2 separate regions of the Pan troglodytes genome follow, and region 2 is linked to region 1. A link is a contact called in public Hi-C data. All regions are on one chromosome and are shown on one strand. The core of a region is the stretch at or near the end of the contact, and the rest is flanking DNA. Distances in the headings are between cores, read along the strand shown. Region 1 overlaps TUNAR (TCL1 upstream neural differentiation-associated RNA). Region 2 has its middle 46 kb from the start of C14H14orf132.

What was found. A called contact is a pair of places that touch in the nucleus more often than the background predicts.
Region 2: a contact with region 1 is called in a Hi-C map of induced pluripotent stem cells, with 2.8 times the contacts expected there. The contact joins two enhancer-like sites. A contact is called at or near these places in 2 of 7 Hi-C or Micro-C datasets (both in induced pluripotent stem cells).

The regions. Positions count from the first base shown.
Region 1 is chr15:93,894,008-93,901,668 of NHGRI_mPanTro3-v2.0_pri, forward strand. The region is part of intron 1 of TUNAR (TCL1 upstream neural differentiation-associated RNA); the gene reads left to right. Among named protein-coding and RNA genes, the nearest start is that of TUNAR, 20 kb to the left of the region's middle. Within about 2 kb of position 4,259, at least 2 of the 24 cell types and tissues checked have an H3K27ac peak or open chromatin away from gene starts, as enhancers often do. A contact at or near this core is called in induced pluripotent stem cells, where this site is marked.
Region 2 is chr15:93,991,250-93,998,910 of NHGRI_mPanTro3-v2.0_pri, forward strand. No RefSeq gene overlaps it. Among named protein-coding and RNA genes, the nearest start is that of C14H14orf132, 46 kb to the right of the region's middle. Within about 2 kb of position 4,707, at least 2 of the 24 cell types and tissues checked have an H3K27ac peak or open chromatin away from gene starts, as enhancers often do. A contact at or near this core is called in induced pluripotent stem cells, where this site is marked.

The DNA.
Region 1 (7,661 bases), core at 3,009-5,508:
TCCCCACCAGATGACAAGCGTCTCTAGGGCAGGGATGCCTCGCCATCTCCATTTCCCCTCCAGCAATTTCAGGCTCGTGGGAGCTGCCATGTTTCTGCAGCTTTAGTCCCACATTGCTGTGACCCTGTGAGGCTCCCCTGGGCAAGTCTTCACTCTCTGGGCACCCTGCAGGGCAGCTGTGGGGTTCCATGAGATGATGCATTTTAAAACCATGCACGACTTGAAATGCCCGCAGCTCTCATTATCTGGGAGATGCCTCAGGACAAAGTGGCAGGACCTGATTGAAGAATAGGGTTGAAGACAGCACCTCGATATGTCTGGCGGTGCAGGGATAGGTGGCCATGTAACCCCAGTGGGAGCCACTTATAGGAAAAGGTGGTAGATTTGGGCAAGGAGGTGGCCCCTCTGAAAACCTGTTGCAGTTTCAAGTGAATTTCTGAAGACGCGTCAAGTTTTAGATCTACTGAGTCTGCAGTGACCATGGCCAATGGGATGGGAAAATTTTCTCACTAGAGGAGACCAGAGAGAGGGAACACGGACTCTCCAGAGAGTTTCATGAGGGTCCCTGCCAAGGACTAGTGGAAACCCAAGCAGTTGGGGACAGGGATAGTGGGAGAGGTGGGAGGCCACCTGGGATCTTGGAAAAGAGGAAGCTTCCTTTTTGCAGCATGGGAGGCAGCCTGGGAAAGTTAGGGTTGCAGGATGGGAATCCAGGGTTTCAGGAGGCAGGAACCTGGAGCAACCTGACTGGGCAGTGCTGTCAGCAGACCCAAGAATACTGACTGGCCTGTGAAGGAAAAGTTTGCTGCAAAGTGGAATCAAAAGTGACCAGGGGCCAACAGGGAAGGGGCCGCCCTCACTCCTTATGGCTCTAAGGGGTTGGGTCTGTCCTCAGGTTCTGCGTGTGTCCCTGATTCCTGAAGCTACCTGGATGCTCCCTGAGAGCAGGAGCTGCTTCTGAAAGACCATGGATCCCCCCCACCCCACTCCCCATCAAGCAGCCAGTGGAGTGCCAGGGGCATAGCAGGTGCTCATTTAACAAAAATAGACAAGACCCGTTGCCAGAGACAGCTTTTGCTCAAGTGCTGGAGTTCTCAACCCAGCTGTCTATGAGAATAACCTTCCCAGGAGCATTTGAAAAATGCTCATGCCCAGGCCTCCTCACTTTGTATTAATGATGCAGTTGGTCTGAGCTGGAGCCTGGCACCAGGCATTTTCAAAGCTGCTCATGGACACTGCATTCATTGTTAAGGTTCACCACCAGCTCCGAATTGTGGCTGCACTATGTGGGCACATGCCCGGTCTTTCTGGGCCTGTTCAGTCATTTGCAAATAGCCTTGCAGAAATGTACATGGTGGGTCCAGTGTGTGCCTGGCACACAGAGCCACCCTGGCTAATGCTGATTTAAAGTCGCAAGACGATTTTGCCCTGTTTTGGTGGATAGCTCCCCTGTGGAGATGACTGCTCAGGGAAACTGGCAGATTTCCAGAAGAGGGAAGAGGAGCAGTCATTGCTGATTGGATCATCCAAGCTGGGTTAGCGTCTGGCTTCGAGCACTGGTTTAAGGTGAGCATTAAGGTCCCTTGGGATGTTGAGAGTGTTTGAGGAGAAAGAACACATCTCCTTGGTCTAGGTCTCCTTTCAATGAAAAATGCCATTTTGTCAGAAATTCCCCTCTTTTGGGATCAGGCAGTGCATTTGATGTTAACGAGCTCTCATTGAACACACGCTATGTGCTGCATCTGTGCAAGGGCTTGGGGACCCCCTAAATGAATTAGACAAATTAGACAGTCATGCCCTGTTGGAGCCCAGTGGCTTTTGGGTCCCCGTTCCCCAGGCACCTTAACCCAGGACAGCCACACTAGCAAGAGGAGGGCGGGGAGGGAGAGATTCACACGTGAGGATCAGGATTTGCGAACTTGCGGAAGAGTGTGGTTTGCGGGGCCCCTGGCAACAGTCCTGCTTGTCGAAACACTTTTTTCTTGGTGTAAACTGTTCCCAATTGATTGAGAAAGAAGATTTGGAACCAGGCCCATGACCTTCTGCAGGTGCTGAGCTGTAGGTCTATAGATTGTTGGAATGTTACATAAAACAAAAAGCCCCTAAGGCCATGCCTGGAAGAGCAAGCTCTCCCACAGGTCAGCCTCCTTCTCTGCATATTGCACAGCTTCAAGAGATCTTAAAAGAAAGGACTCTTTTAAGCAAGGGTCAGATGGGATTGGGATGATGCACAGGGAAGGTGTAGATGCGGTTGCAGTGAAGGAGAGAGTGAGGACCCAGAGACCTCCTGTCCTCAGCCACAGGTGGCTTCCTCTTGGAGTCCACAGCATGTGCATATTGGTGCAGGGCACTGCGGGATGGAGTGTTCATCCCAGCCACACGTTCCTGCTGGGCACCACCTCTCTCCTGACGATAGGTTGGAGCTGAGGGCACAGAAATGGCCAAGGCAGGGAGTCAAGCCAGACAGCCAGCATCTCCAGAGAATAGTGACAGATGTTGTCTGCCAGGTAAGTGCAGGAAGTGCAGAACCTGCCTTGAAGCTGGACGAGGGTCATACAAGGTGTCCCAGAGAGGGGACATCTCAGCTGCATCTTAAAGGAAGAGTAGCAGTTAGCTATGTGCAGAAGGGCAGTCCAGGCAGGAAGAACAGATGTGTCTAACCCAGGAGGAGAGCATGGGCCAGCGGGAAGGGCAGGAAGCTAGGACTGGGCAAGATAGAAAGATCTGCCTGCTGGTTTGATAGAGTGAGGGAAGTGTGGGGCCCTGTTTTAGCTCTGTAGCCAAAGACGTGAGTTCCAGCAAATCACACATGTGTGCATGTTGTTAGAGTGTGTGTGGTGCGTGTGTGTATGTGTGGGTGTGCATGCATAGGAGGAAAGGGAGCGGAGAGTTGTCAAATGAGGCAAGCCAAAACCCAGGCAGTGGGATGGTCATGTTAGCATCTGTTTTACAAGGGAGTTCCCGACGCATCCTCCAGGATCATGGTTCGCTCAGCCTCACATTGCTACAAAGTGGGAATTTTACCAATGATTTAAAGCCCTTCCAAGGGCTTCCAGGGTCTCTGATCTTCCTGGCATAGCTCTCTGGCATCTTCCTCACCCCCAGCACCCTGTGCACCAGACCTTGGGAAGGTGTTTCCGGCCCATTTTTTTCTTGCTTTGAACCACGGCACGTGCTGTTGCCTCCACTGGAACACTCTCCCGCTTCTCTTCCTCCTTCAGATCTTAGCCCGCCGTCGCCTTCTCTCTGACCCTGGTCCCTTCCACTGCAGGCTGTTGCTCCGGTGTCTCTGGGCTGCTCCACCACGTGGTGCCTGCCCATCATGGCATCCACCACCAGGTGGCCTTTTTCTTGGTAAGTTCCTTACAAAGCAACATGCTTTGTGCACCTCTCAAATCTTCAACACCTAGCGTGGTACCTGGCCCCAGGTGGGCACTTGGTCGCATATTTGTTAAATTATTGAATCCTTGAGAAAGCCCAGGCTCAGCAAGGTTAAAAAACGTTTCTGCCAGTGAGTAATAGAGTGGATATTCAAACCGGCCTTCTCCCTGGCCCCACTCCTGTGCACCTCTCACTGCACCTACCCACCTGCTGCCTTTCCTACCGATCTCAACGATTATGCAGTGAGCTGTGGAAGAAATGGGGCTTAGAGTCCGGTCTTCTAGAAGGTGGGCACTGGAGTGAGCCAGGCAGGATGTCAGGGTGTCAGTGTTCAAGCTCAATGGGGAAACTGAGGTAGAACCCCAGAAATAGAGATCGGGCTGTTCTAGCTAAGTAGCGGCAGTGCACAGGCATGACCCTGTACCCACTGGAGACTTCATTTGTGGCATCAAGGCTCACTGCAGCCCCACCTCCTGGGACAAAGCACCTCCTGCCCTGTTTTGCGTGGAATAAAGCTGGGACTTCCATGAAGGGACTGGGCTGGGTGAGGGGCAAGCCAGAAGCTGCACCACACCCTCTGGAACTCTAGAGGCCATTCCAAGCCTCACTTGTTTTTCTTTTGGCAAAAGTGGAAGCAGAAAGCCTCTGCTCTGTTTGCCTTACTCTGCAAATAAAAATGGAATCAGGAGAGTAGTAGTTTGAATCCCACTTGCAAGCAGTTTGTAAGAAGTGTCCAGGTGCCCCAAAAGGTGGAAACATTTATTTTCCATTTGCAAAAAATAACACTTTGTTATGTTGATATCATGCGGCAGCAGAGTACTCTGCAGTTTGCAGCTTGGGAATGCAAAGGGCAGGGTCTCCTTGCAGGCCTGGCTCTGGGAAGCCTCCTCACCACAGCCCTCCATATTTTCCATGACACTCTCCAGCTCCCAGAGCGTGCTGCCTTGCCTGCTTAGCAGGCTCTAAAATCGTACTTTACAGTTTATGCCATGATTCGGGCTTGCGTTGGAATTTGTTCCTTCAAATAGCTCTGTTTGGCATATGTTTTTATTTCACAGTAAAACCATTTTTAAAAGTTAACACATGCGCATTGTCACAAATCAAATTGTATAGGCAAGTATATCATAAAAGCCCTGATACATCCTGAATGCTTGCTTTGTGCCAGGCACTGTTCTGGGGATGTTTTTCCTATAAACTCATTTAATCCTCATCAGAACTTTGTCCCCACTTTGTGTGATCCAGGATTTGCATCCAGACAGTGCATTGATCGTCTTTGAGCCCCAGTCATGGACTTCCTGATGTGGAAGAGGAAGCCACTGCTGTACTAGTGGCTCTTTCTCCTCCTCTCAGTTTCATCTGTGCTTGTTAAAGTGCTTCTATCTGTTACTTTTCAATCTTTAGATACATTTTTCTCCAGCACCCTTGCACAGTGTGTCTGTCTCCTTATTTCATAAGGTGAGGTTGTTAATCCATATTGTTCCTTTTGTCTTTCCTCTCAAGCTTCGGTGCCACTCACCTGCTACTTTCAGGCTGACATTCCTTCAAGGTTGCTGAAGCTTGCATCCCATCCTGAATGCTCTAGCGTATGCATTGTCCATAGTTTGACTCTGAATGTTGAGAACAGTAGGTGACATTGCTATAATTATTGCTACATCGGAAGTGTCTAATGCTGGGTTAACTCATGCACTGGGATGACCTTTTCTTCTCTGGAGATCAATGTCAGAACCCCTAGACCACTCAAAGCAGAATGGCCTGGAACAGACTTGAGTGGGTTCTCCTGCCTACACAATGTCATTTGCTTGGAAGCATGCCATATTGTAGTTTGCTTCATCTTTGGATCATCACTTTATTGCACAGGATATTTTTTCTGGGATTTCTGGTTGCCTTTCTTTTTTTCTTCTTGCTTTCTATGCCTTTTTCATACTCTCCCTTTTTTCATACCGCCTGTTCCATTGAGCCTTTCCCCATTGTTTTTTTGTTTTGTTTTGTTTCTTCTGGAGAGCTAACCCCTCTCAGGATGCTCTCCCCTCCTCTACCCAGGGTACTGCATCCTCTCCAGGGCTGCTGCCCCCAGGTCATCTTGGGCTCACCGTCATTGCTTTCCTGGGTTGGAGGCTCTGTTTGCTTAAGTTACCTCCTAAGAAAAGGTACATGGAAAGTAAACTGTCTGAAAATGTCTGTATTTTATGCTCACACTGAAGGTCGATTTCCAGGTTCTAAATCATTTGCCTTCAGAATTTTGAAGACTTTAGAGTTTTCCTTGTTGCTGATGAGAAGTCCGATGCCTGGTTCTTTGTAGATTATTTATTCTCTATTTGTCTTGTCCAGAAGATTATAAGAATTCTTCTTCATTCATGGGGTTCATGTATTACATGAGGATAGTCTCCAGGGTGGGTCTTCATTTATTCATTGTTCTGGATGCCCAGTGGACCCCTTTCATCTGAAAGCCCACATCCTTCAGCTCTGGGAGATTCTAATGGAACTGATTGTTTTAAAACCTTCATTTGTTTTCCATTCTCCATATCTGAGCCTCTTACTTGTCAGCTCTAAAATCTTCCAGAAAGGGATTATATTCTTCTACATTTTTCTCATTTCTTTGCCTTTTTGCTCTTTATTCGAGATTTTGTTGACTTCATTTTCTGGTTTGTCGTTTTGCTTTTTTTTAACTTTTAAAAAACATGTTGGCACTAACATTTTTAACCTCTGAGAGCTTTTTCTTGTCTCTGATCATTTCTTTTCCTAGAATCTATTTTCGTTTTATAGCTACTAGTATACTGAGTGCTGGAATAGTAATTAGAGCATTTTGTTTGTTTGTTTGCTTTAGTCCATGAATTATTTCTGTCTCCTCTAAGGTCAGTTTTTGATTGTTTTGACTCTGCTCTTCCTGCCGCTCACTTTCTCCTGTGCCTTTTCGTTTCGAGTTGAAAAAAGTCTAGCAGCTGTTGTGAGATTGTTCTTTGGCCAATGAGTAAACAGGCTGAGAAAGACTGGGTAACTGACCAGGATCACCCAGGTAGAAATGACTAGCTGGTAACCAAACCCCAACCTTCTGATTTCTACTCAGCTTCCCTTCCCCCCAAAACTTGATTGATTTCAAGTAGATTTTAGGCCAAGACTTGTCCCACTTTGCTAATTGCATGGAGGCTGGCATCTCTCGGTAACTGGGGCTGTGGGAGAAGCTGACTTTCCCATTTCCCATCACTGGTCTGTGCCTCCTTTGTGGTATGCTGGAGGCCCCAGGAGTTCTGTGGTTGTCAGGAGACCATGCAGCCACATCTGGGATGGTCGGTGGCTTCTCATTGGCCTGATGTCCTTTGTCGAAGGTGATGCCCCAGAATCCACTCCCAGGTATCCCACAGCCCCCCACAAAAAGCTCAGACTTCTCCCTCTCAGAACAGGAGACCCTCAGCTCTGAGATGGGGACCACAGTGGAGCAGCACCCACTAGAAGGATTCCTGGGTCCCCGAGGCTTGGTTAGAAGTAAATCTTCACCTGCATGCAGAATAATTCAAGGGGGTGTTTGACTGCAGGCAGGCTGCCTGTCTTCATCCATTTGGGCTGCTATAACAAAATAGCATAAATTGAGTGGCTTCTAAACTACACACATTTATTTCTCACAGTTCTGGAAGCTGGGGATTCCAAGATCAAGTTGGCAGTAGATTGAGTGCCTGGAGAGGGTCCACTCGGTGGTTTGCAGATGACCGTCTTCATGCTGCCTCCTCACCTAGTGGAGGGAGGGGTGGAGAGCTGTCTTCTGGGGTCCCTTTTATAAGGACACTAATTCTATTCATGAGGGCTCCACCCTCATTACCTAATCTCCTTCCAAAGGCCCTACTTCCTAATACTAGCAACTTGAGGGTGAAGATTTCAACATATGAATTTTGGGGGGAGACATTTAGATCATAGCAGTGAAAAATTAGGAAAATGTGGAAGAAACCATTAAACCATAGATATTTTAGCTCATGTCACCCTCATCTTCTGCTCCTGGAACTTTCTCCTATAGAATATTCTGACTTGCAGAGAGAAACAGTGAAATCATTCAAAGGAATTTCTCAGTCCTCCAGCTTTGGGATGCTCCTTAGATCACATGGAATATGAGACTGAGCCATTTATTGGGAGCTTTTCTTTATTCCTTTTTTTCCCCATTTATTCAGCAGATGTATATGAAATCTTCCTGTAAGCATAAAACGATGCTTAAATACAAGAGGTGAGAAGGGTGCAGAGGCAATTAAGATGTGGCGTCTGCCCTCAAGGGCCCTGCAACTCAGAGGGAGAGACAA
Region 2 (7,661 bases), core at 3,457-5,956, 98 kb after region 1:
GAGGACACTAACTCCGCCAAGATCGGACATCTGAATGTGCTGAGCCAACTAAATTTATGCTCCAATTACCCTCTGTTGTTCCTCCTAGATGTTCAGTGAACTTTTTGGAAGTTCTTGTGGCCTCAGCACAAGGACTCCAAAAACAGGAGCTTGGTCTTATGCAAGCTCCATTATTCAAGGGTGACAGTATCCTCACGGGAACCTGAATAGCCAGAGACAGGAGAACAGGGACAGAGTAAAGGATGCCTTGTGGACTGCCACCTCCCCACATCTGCAGGTTTAAACATTGAGTATGTTTCAATAAGAAAACTGTTCCCAAAAGGCTCTTTGCAAGACCAATATGAAAACAAAGCCTGGATATATGCTGAGCAGTGACACCTGAAGTGAGGAGGCTCCCATATTTCTCCCTCATATCCCACGCAGGCAGGGTAGTCATCTTCCCAGGGATCTCACCTATTATAGCTAGTGTTGCTGACCACCTGCTATCTGCTCTTCCCTGTTAGAAGTCACCCCTGCCCCATTCCAAGTTTCCCACCGATTCGGCCAACACTGATTCACTGCCTACATGTACCAGGCACTGTGCTAACCACTGATGGTCTGAAATGAGTAAGGTGTATGCAGTAAACGGCAACATTTTAGAGGGCCAGCCTTCTAAAATGTGCACCATCCAAATGGCTAAGACTGATCTCAGCCCAACATGAGACAAAGGCCCAGATGGTCAATGTCCCCTTCCCATTTCAGTTTTACATTTTCCCTGTTGAGCAACTTTCCCTGAGCTCTTCTCAGGCACCAGTGTCCTCAAGGTGCCCTGGAGAATTCTCCACCATCCTCCAGTAAGGAGCTGCACACCCTCATCAAAGCTGGCCAATCCACTGTCTATTTACCCAGAACTCAACTGACCACAAAACATTTGTTTTCTTCTTTGAAGCTCTGTAGACAACTCATTCACCCAACAAACACTTAAGAAGTCCCTTCTAGGTGGTGGTCACCATGGAGTAGACCATGGGGTATGATGAAAAATGAGACAGTGATACTGCCTTCAAGGAGTGAAGGCTCAAAGGGGCAAGGTGGACACACAGTGCCCCATAGTATGGCAGGTAAGATGGCAGGAGTCAGGACATGTAACAACATAAAGGAATGTAGAGTCAATGCATTCTGAGGACAAATGATTCCAGAGAGGCTTTGGGGAGGAGATTAAGCAAAAGGCATGAGCAGTTGTTCTTGGGTTTCCAGGAGAAAGGGTCAGCTGGGGGTTTGTGTAGAAAACATCTCTCAGGACCATGGCCATTGGCCTCCTAAAGGTTCACTGAAAAATCGCTGGAATGAGACTGATGGATTAACTGGGGAAAAGGCATAAAAACATATTTAATTTTTATTCAGAATGAAGATCCAACTTCCCAACGAGCTACAGGAACTTATATATCATTTTGAAGTTACAGAAAAAATGGGGGCTTGGATTCTGGTAAAACAGGTTATTGGCAGGGGGAGATGAGGAATTCTATTGAAGGGCAATAAGTGAGTGCTATGAAGAGTGATTGGATGGGGAACAGAGCTTACCTTGTAAATAGTAAATAGTTTTCTTTGGAATGCAGATGATCCTTGGACAGTCATTATGCTTGTAAAAGAGTCCGTTCAGGTGTAGTCACATCTTGGTCTTCTTTTCTGAAATAGATAATGAGATAATAGGGAGGGGAAGAAAGAACAGTTGTTCTCCTTGGTGGGTCTGGATTTTAGGTAGATAAAGAAACTTCAGCTTCTTTGGGAGAAATGGTGGAAGAAGGGGGAGGTCAGGGAGACCTGAGCCTTCTTCAGTCCAGCATGTCAAAATGCCATATTTTGGAGTATCAGTTTCTGAGCTCCAATACAGCATTCAGCAGAAGGAAATAGCATGAGCAAAATCACAGTAGTATAAATTATCCATGGGAATTCTCCACATTCTAGATGGTAAGGGAATGTCCAGTCATAATTGTTAAAATAATGAAATGGGAGGTCACTAGATTGAGGTGGCTCTGACACCCTGGGTTCCTGTATAAGCCAACTGAAACCTAACTCAGAAATTAAAAGAAAACAAAACTTAAGCTCAACTAATCATAGGCAGCCAACTGGGCATTCCTTATCTTGTCTTAAACTTCCTATTAGGATAGTTCAAATGAGGCTATAACCACCCAATGAGTTCACGGTGCCCACTGCCCAGATAGAGCCAATTTATCAAAACAGGGGAATTGCAATAGAGAAAGAGTTTAACACACATAGAGTCAACTAACCAGGACAACAGAGTTTTATTATTACTCAGATTGGCCTCCCCTAAAATTTGGAAGGTAGGATTTTTCAAAGATAGTTTGGGGTGCAGGGGGCTAGAGAATGGATGCTGCTGATTGGTTGAGTATGTAATCACAGGGGTGTGGAAAATGGTCCTCATTCTCTGAGTCTGCTTTGGGTTGGGGCCATAGGATTGGTTGTGTGGAGAGTCACGGGTCTGGGTGGGGTCATCTGCTCATGAGAAATGCAAAAGTCTGAAAAGACATCTTAAAAGGCCAATCTTAATTCTGCTATAGTAATGTGATTTACAGGAGTAATTGGGGAAGTTGCAAATTTTATGACCTCTGGAATAATGGCTGGTAATCATTTAACTATAAATTCAGACCTCTCTCATCCTTCTAACTTGGTGACTTTTCATTAGTTTTACATAGGGGTTTTAGTTTTGGGGAAGAGCTATTATCATTTAAACTATAAAATTTCTCCCAACATTAGCTTGGCCGACACCTAGAAGTGACCAGGGCTCTTTGGAGGTTAAAGGCAAAATGGAGTTGGTTAGGTTGGATCTCTTTCACTGCTGCAATTTTCCCACTGTTATAATTTTTCAAAGGCTATTTCAAGGCAATTGCTCAAACGTTAACTAATCAAATAATTTTTTGCTCTGCTTCCACATTTGTTCTACAAAAGCCTTTCCTTCAAACCTCTTTGGCAAGCCCTGAACCATTTGAATTCTGGAGCTGCCCAGTTCATGGATTGTTGAATGCTCAAATAAGCTCTAATATTTTAATGTGCCTCAGTTTATCTTTTAACAAAATGTATGGTGTGTGTGTGTGTGCACATTTATGTGCTGTTGGGGAAAGAAGTACACAGGACAGGAAGGAGTAGGCAGGGGCCAGATTCTGCAGGGCCAGGGCTTGTGAGACATGTGAGAGAGAGGCTGGACTTTTCCCTGTGGACAGGAGTCGCAGACTTCACAGTGCATCGGAATCACCCAAGGGTCTATTACAGGCAGATTGCTGGGCTCCCATCAGCAGCTCTGGTTCAGTAAGGCAGGTAGCAGGCAAGGAGTCTGTATGTGTGATAGACGGCCAGGTGACCCCAATGCCGTGGTCCTGGGAGCCCTGCATGTTATGGGAGAGGCAGAGCCTGTGGACATCACCTTGACGCAACCCCACCCTAGCTGACAAAATCAAAAGCCAATCACCTTTGGTAGAGTTCACGCTGTTACAGGAAAGGAGTCCAGATCCTGACTCCAAGAGAGGGTTCTTGGATCTCGCGCAAGAAACAACTCAGGGCGAGCCTGTAGAGTAAAGTGAAAGCAACTTTATTAAGAAAGTAAAGAAATAATAGAATGGCAACTCCATAGACAGAGCAGCCCCGAGGGCAGCTGTTTGCCCATTTTTATGGTTATTTCTTGATGACATGCTAAACAAGGGGTGGATTATTCAGGCCTTCCCTTTTTAGACCATATAAGGTAACTTCCTGACGTTGCCATGGCATTTGTAAACTGTCATGTTGCTGGTGAAAGTGTAGCTGTGAGGACGACCAGACCAGAGGTCACTCTCGTTGCCACCTTGGTTTTGGTAGGTTTGGCTTGGCTTCTTTACTGCAACCTGTTTTATCAGCAAGGTCTTCATGACCTGTATAGGGTGCTGACCTCGTATCCCATCCTCTGACTTAGAATGCCTTAACTGTCTGGGAATGCAGCCCAGTAGGTCTCAGCCTCATTTTACCCAACCCTTACTCAAGATGGAGTTGCTCTGGTTCAAACGCCTCTGACAAAACCATCATCTCCTAAAATCAGGATTCAGGATTTCTGTGAGAACAAGGGCTCTGCCCATTCTGTGCTCCCACTCACAGACCCACAGACGAGGCTCTGAGACAGGAGGAGCTCAACGGCAGCTGCAGCCTGTATCTGTCAGTGGCAGAGCTGGGATTAGAAGCCTCGCCATCACCCTGCTCCACAGTGCCACAGCCACAGCCATGACTGTCGCAGAAAAGCCATCCCTGGCTCTCCACCAGCCTGTCAGGGCCCAGGATGGGTCAGCTGCTAGAGTCCCTGCTGTTCTGCCTGTAGGGCATGTTAACTGAATAGAGTGCTCTGGGGAGCCAGTGGAATGAGTCTGTAGTGAAGACAACTCAGGTGCTGGGACAGGAGAGAGTCACTGGCAGATCAGGTCTTTCTCCCAAGCCTCAAATCAGAGCACAAAAGAGTCATTCAGTCATCACTGAGAAAATTCCAACAAAGAATGTCATTAAGTACTTTGCATTTAATAAAGGGCCTTTAAGTGCAATAGCATATATAAAGCCACCCTGGAGTGGCATTAATGGTCAGACTTTGGGTCTATGGAAAGCTAATTGAAATGTTTTTGGAGTCCCTGTCTGAGCCCTTCCAGCAACAGGAAACTCACTAGTCCTGAAGACAGATTGTTCTGTTTGGGGATGCCTCTGAGTGCAGTTCAAATTCCTTTTTGCCAGGCTCTTCAGCCACAGGTCTGTGTAGTATCCACAGCGGAAAGAGGTCTCTCCCCCGTGGGTCCCATCAGGAGCTAGGGAGAGAGGAGCTCTGCAATTGCTGAGTTCATTGTGTTCTGAGAAGGCGAATCATTTATTGTGGGGACAATTTAGCCAATTAGCAGAATTTAGCTAAAAGCATTTCTTATGCACCAGAGCCCCCTGCTGGCTAAATAGAAGTATTGATAGTCCTGCAGAAGGACCCTCTAAGTTGGAGCACTCCCAATTTAGGATATCCGGACTTTCTGCTGGTGGAATCAAATCACACACCTTCAAAATCTGTTGAGAATCGTGTGGCTTATCCCATAATGAGTTCCAGGGGTCAACTATTTAGGAGGTGGAGGGAGTTAATTAGAGTCCATTAGAGTCCTATTTCACTCAGGACACTGAGATGAATTCCCAGATGAATTAAAGAGTTACATATTAAAATATAGAATACTAAAAGAACCAGGAGAAAATAAATATGGATCCATATCAATTTGATTCATAATGGAAAATACCTTATAAATGTAGAACCAAAGTAAGATTTTATAAATGAAAATATAAATAGATTTGGCAAGGGAAAAGACGTTTATTTCTTCATAGCAGTCATCTTAGACTGAAACAGACCTAGGACGGAGACTTGTGTGCAGGAGGTTTATTGGGAAAGCCTATTGGAATGGCACCTGCAAGAGAATGAGTAGGACAGGTGGAGGTACACATTGAACGGCAATGCAATAGCAACAGGGCTGAGGATGGCCCCTTCAGCTGTCCTGAATTAAAGTTAAGGGCTCAGAGCTTTGTGTGTCCTAATGGCCCAATCATTGGATGTGAGATCCACTAGGGAGGCAGCTTCCTTAGGCAAGGACAATTCCTAGGGAAGGACTCTGCTTGAGCCATGAGCAGGCAGCACTCCTGGCAGCTGGGGAAATAGGTGCCTCTATCCTTCACTGGGAATCTGGGTGGCACACCACAGCATCCACTACACCCGTGCTTGGCTATGCCCATGCCCATTTTATCCTACCCTTGGCAACACTTACAAGTGATATGTTTAAATACTTGCCAGGGTAAAAATAAAATAATATTGTCTTAATTTGTTAAAGTACCTTTTTGTTAATATATTTACTGATTTTATCCCATATTTTGTAGCTTGCCTAGTCAAATTCCTTGTTTCCTTTTCTACTAATTTTAGTTTCTCTAAGTGTATTCTTAAGAACTTTAAAACTTTATACTCTAATTTATGTTTACCCTCCATTCCAACCAGTTAGATTTCATTTTCTTCCTTTTCCTTAAAAGCCTGAAGGTAGCATCTTTAATGAATGCTAGCTGTCAACTGCTGAAATGACAGTCAAGTTCTTTCAAGAAAAATTTATCTTCTAGCAAAAAATCATTTAGCTCCACTTGTAGATGTTCTGAAATCTAGATATGGTTACTGAATCTTTTGTATCCCCAAACGTGTACATGGGCAAGCCTCTAAAAAAGTCATATATTCTTTTAAAATTATTCTTTATTTAACTTTTATTTTAAGTTCAGGGCTACACATGCAGGTTTGTTACATAGGTAAACTTTTGCCATGGTTTTTTTTTTTAACAGATTATTTAATCACCCAGCTATTAAGCCTAATACACATTAGTTATTTCTCCTGATCCTCTCTCTCCTCCTACCTCCTCCCTCCAATAGTCCCCAGTGTGTGTTGTTCCCCTCTATGCGTTCATGTGTTCTCATCATTTAGCTCCCACTTATAAGTGAGAACATGCACTGTTTGGTTTTCTGTTCCTGTGTTAGTTTGCTGAAGATGATGGCTTCCAGCTCCATCCATGCCCCTGTAAAGGACATGATCTAATTCCTTTTTATGGCTGCATAGTATTCCGTGGTGTATATGTACCACATTTTCTTTATCCAGTGTATCACTGATGGGCATTTGAGTTGATTTCATGGTGCTGCAATGAGCATATGTGTGCATGTATCTTTATAATAGAATGATTTATATTCCTTTGGGTATATACCCAGTAATGGGATTGCTGAGTCAAATGGTATTTCTATTTCTAGGTCTTTGAGGAATAGCCTGTATTACACAATTGTTGAACTAACTTACGCTCCCACCAACAGTGTATAAGTATTCCTTTTTCTCTGCAAACTCACCAGCATCTGCTATTTTTTTATTTTTTAGTAGTAGCCATTCTGGCTGGTGTGAGATGGTATCTCATTGTGGTGTTGATTTGCATTTCTCTAATGAACAGTAATATTGATTTTTTTCCATATGACTGTTGGCCACATGTATGCCTTGTTTTGAAAAGGGTCTGTTCTGTTCATGTCCTTGGCCCACATTTTAATAGGTTTTTTTTTTCTTGTAAATTTGTTTAAGTTCCTTATAGATGCTGGATATTAGACCTTTGTCAGATGCATAGTTTGCAAAATTTTTCTCCCATTCTGTAGACTGTCTTTTTACTCTGTTGATAGTTTCCTTTTCTGTGGAGAAGCTCTTCAGTTTAATTACATCCCATGTGTCAATTTTTGCTTCTGTTGCAATTGCTTCTGGGTCTTTGTCGTGAACTCTTTGCCTACTCCTATGTCCAGAATGGTATTGCCTAGGTTGTCTTCCAGAGTTTTTATGGTTTTGGGTTTTACATTTAAGTCTTTAATCCATCTCGAGTTGATTTTTGTATATGGTGTAAGGAAGGTGTTTAGTTTCAATCTTCTGCATATGGCTAGCCAGTTCTCCCAGCACCATTTATTGAATAGGGAATCCTTTCCCCATTGCTTGTTTTTGTCAGGTTTGTTGAAGATCAGATAGTTGTAAGTGTGTGGTCTTATTTCTGGATCTCTATTCTGTTCCACTGGTCTATGCATCTGTTTTTGTACCAGTACTATGCTGTTTTAATTACTGTAACCCTGTAATATAATTTGAAGTT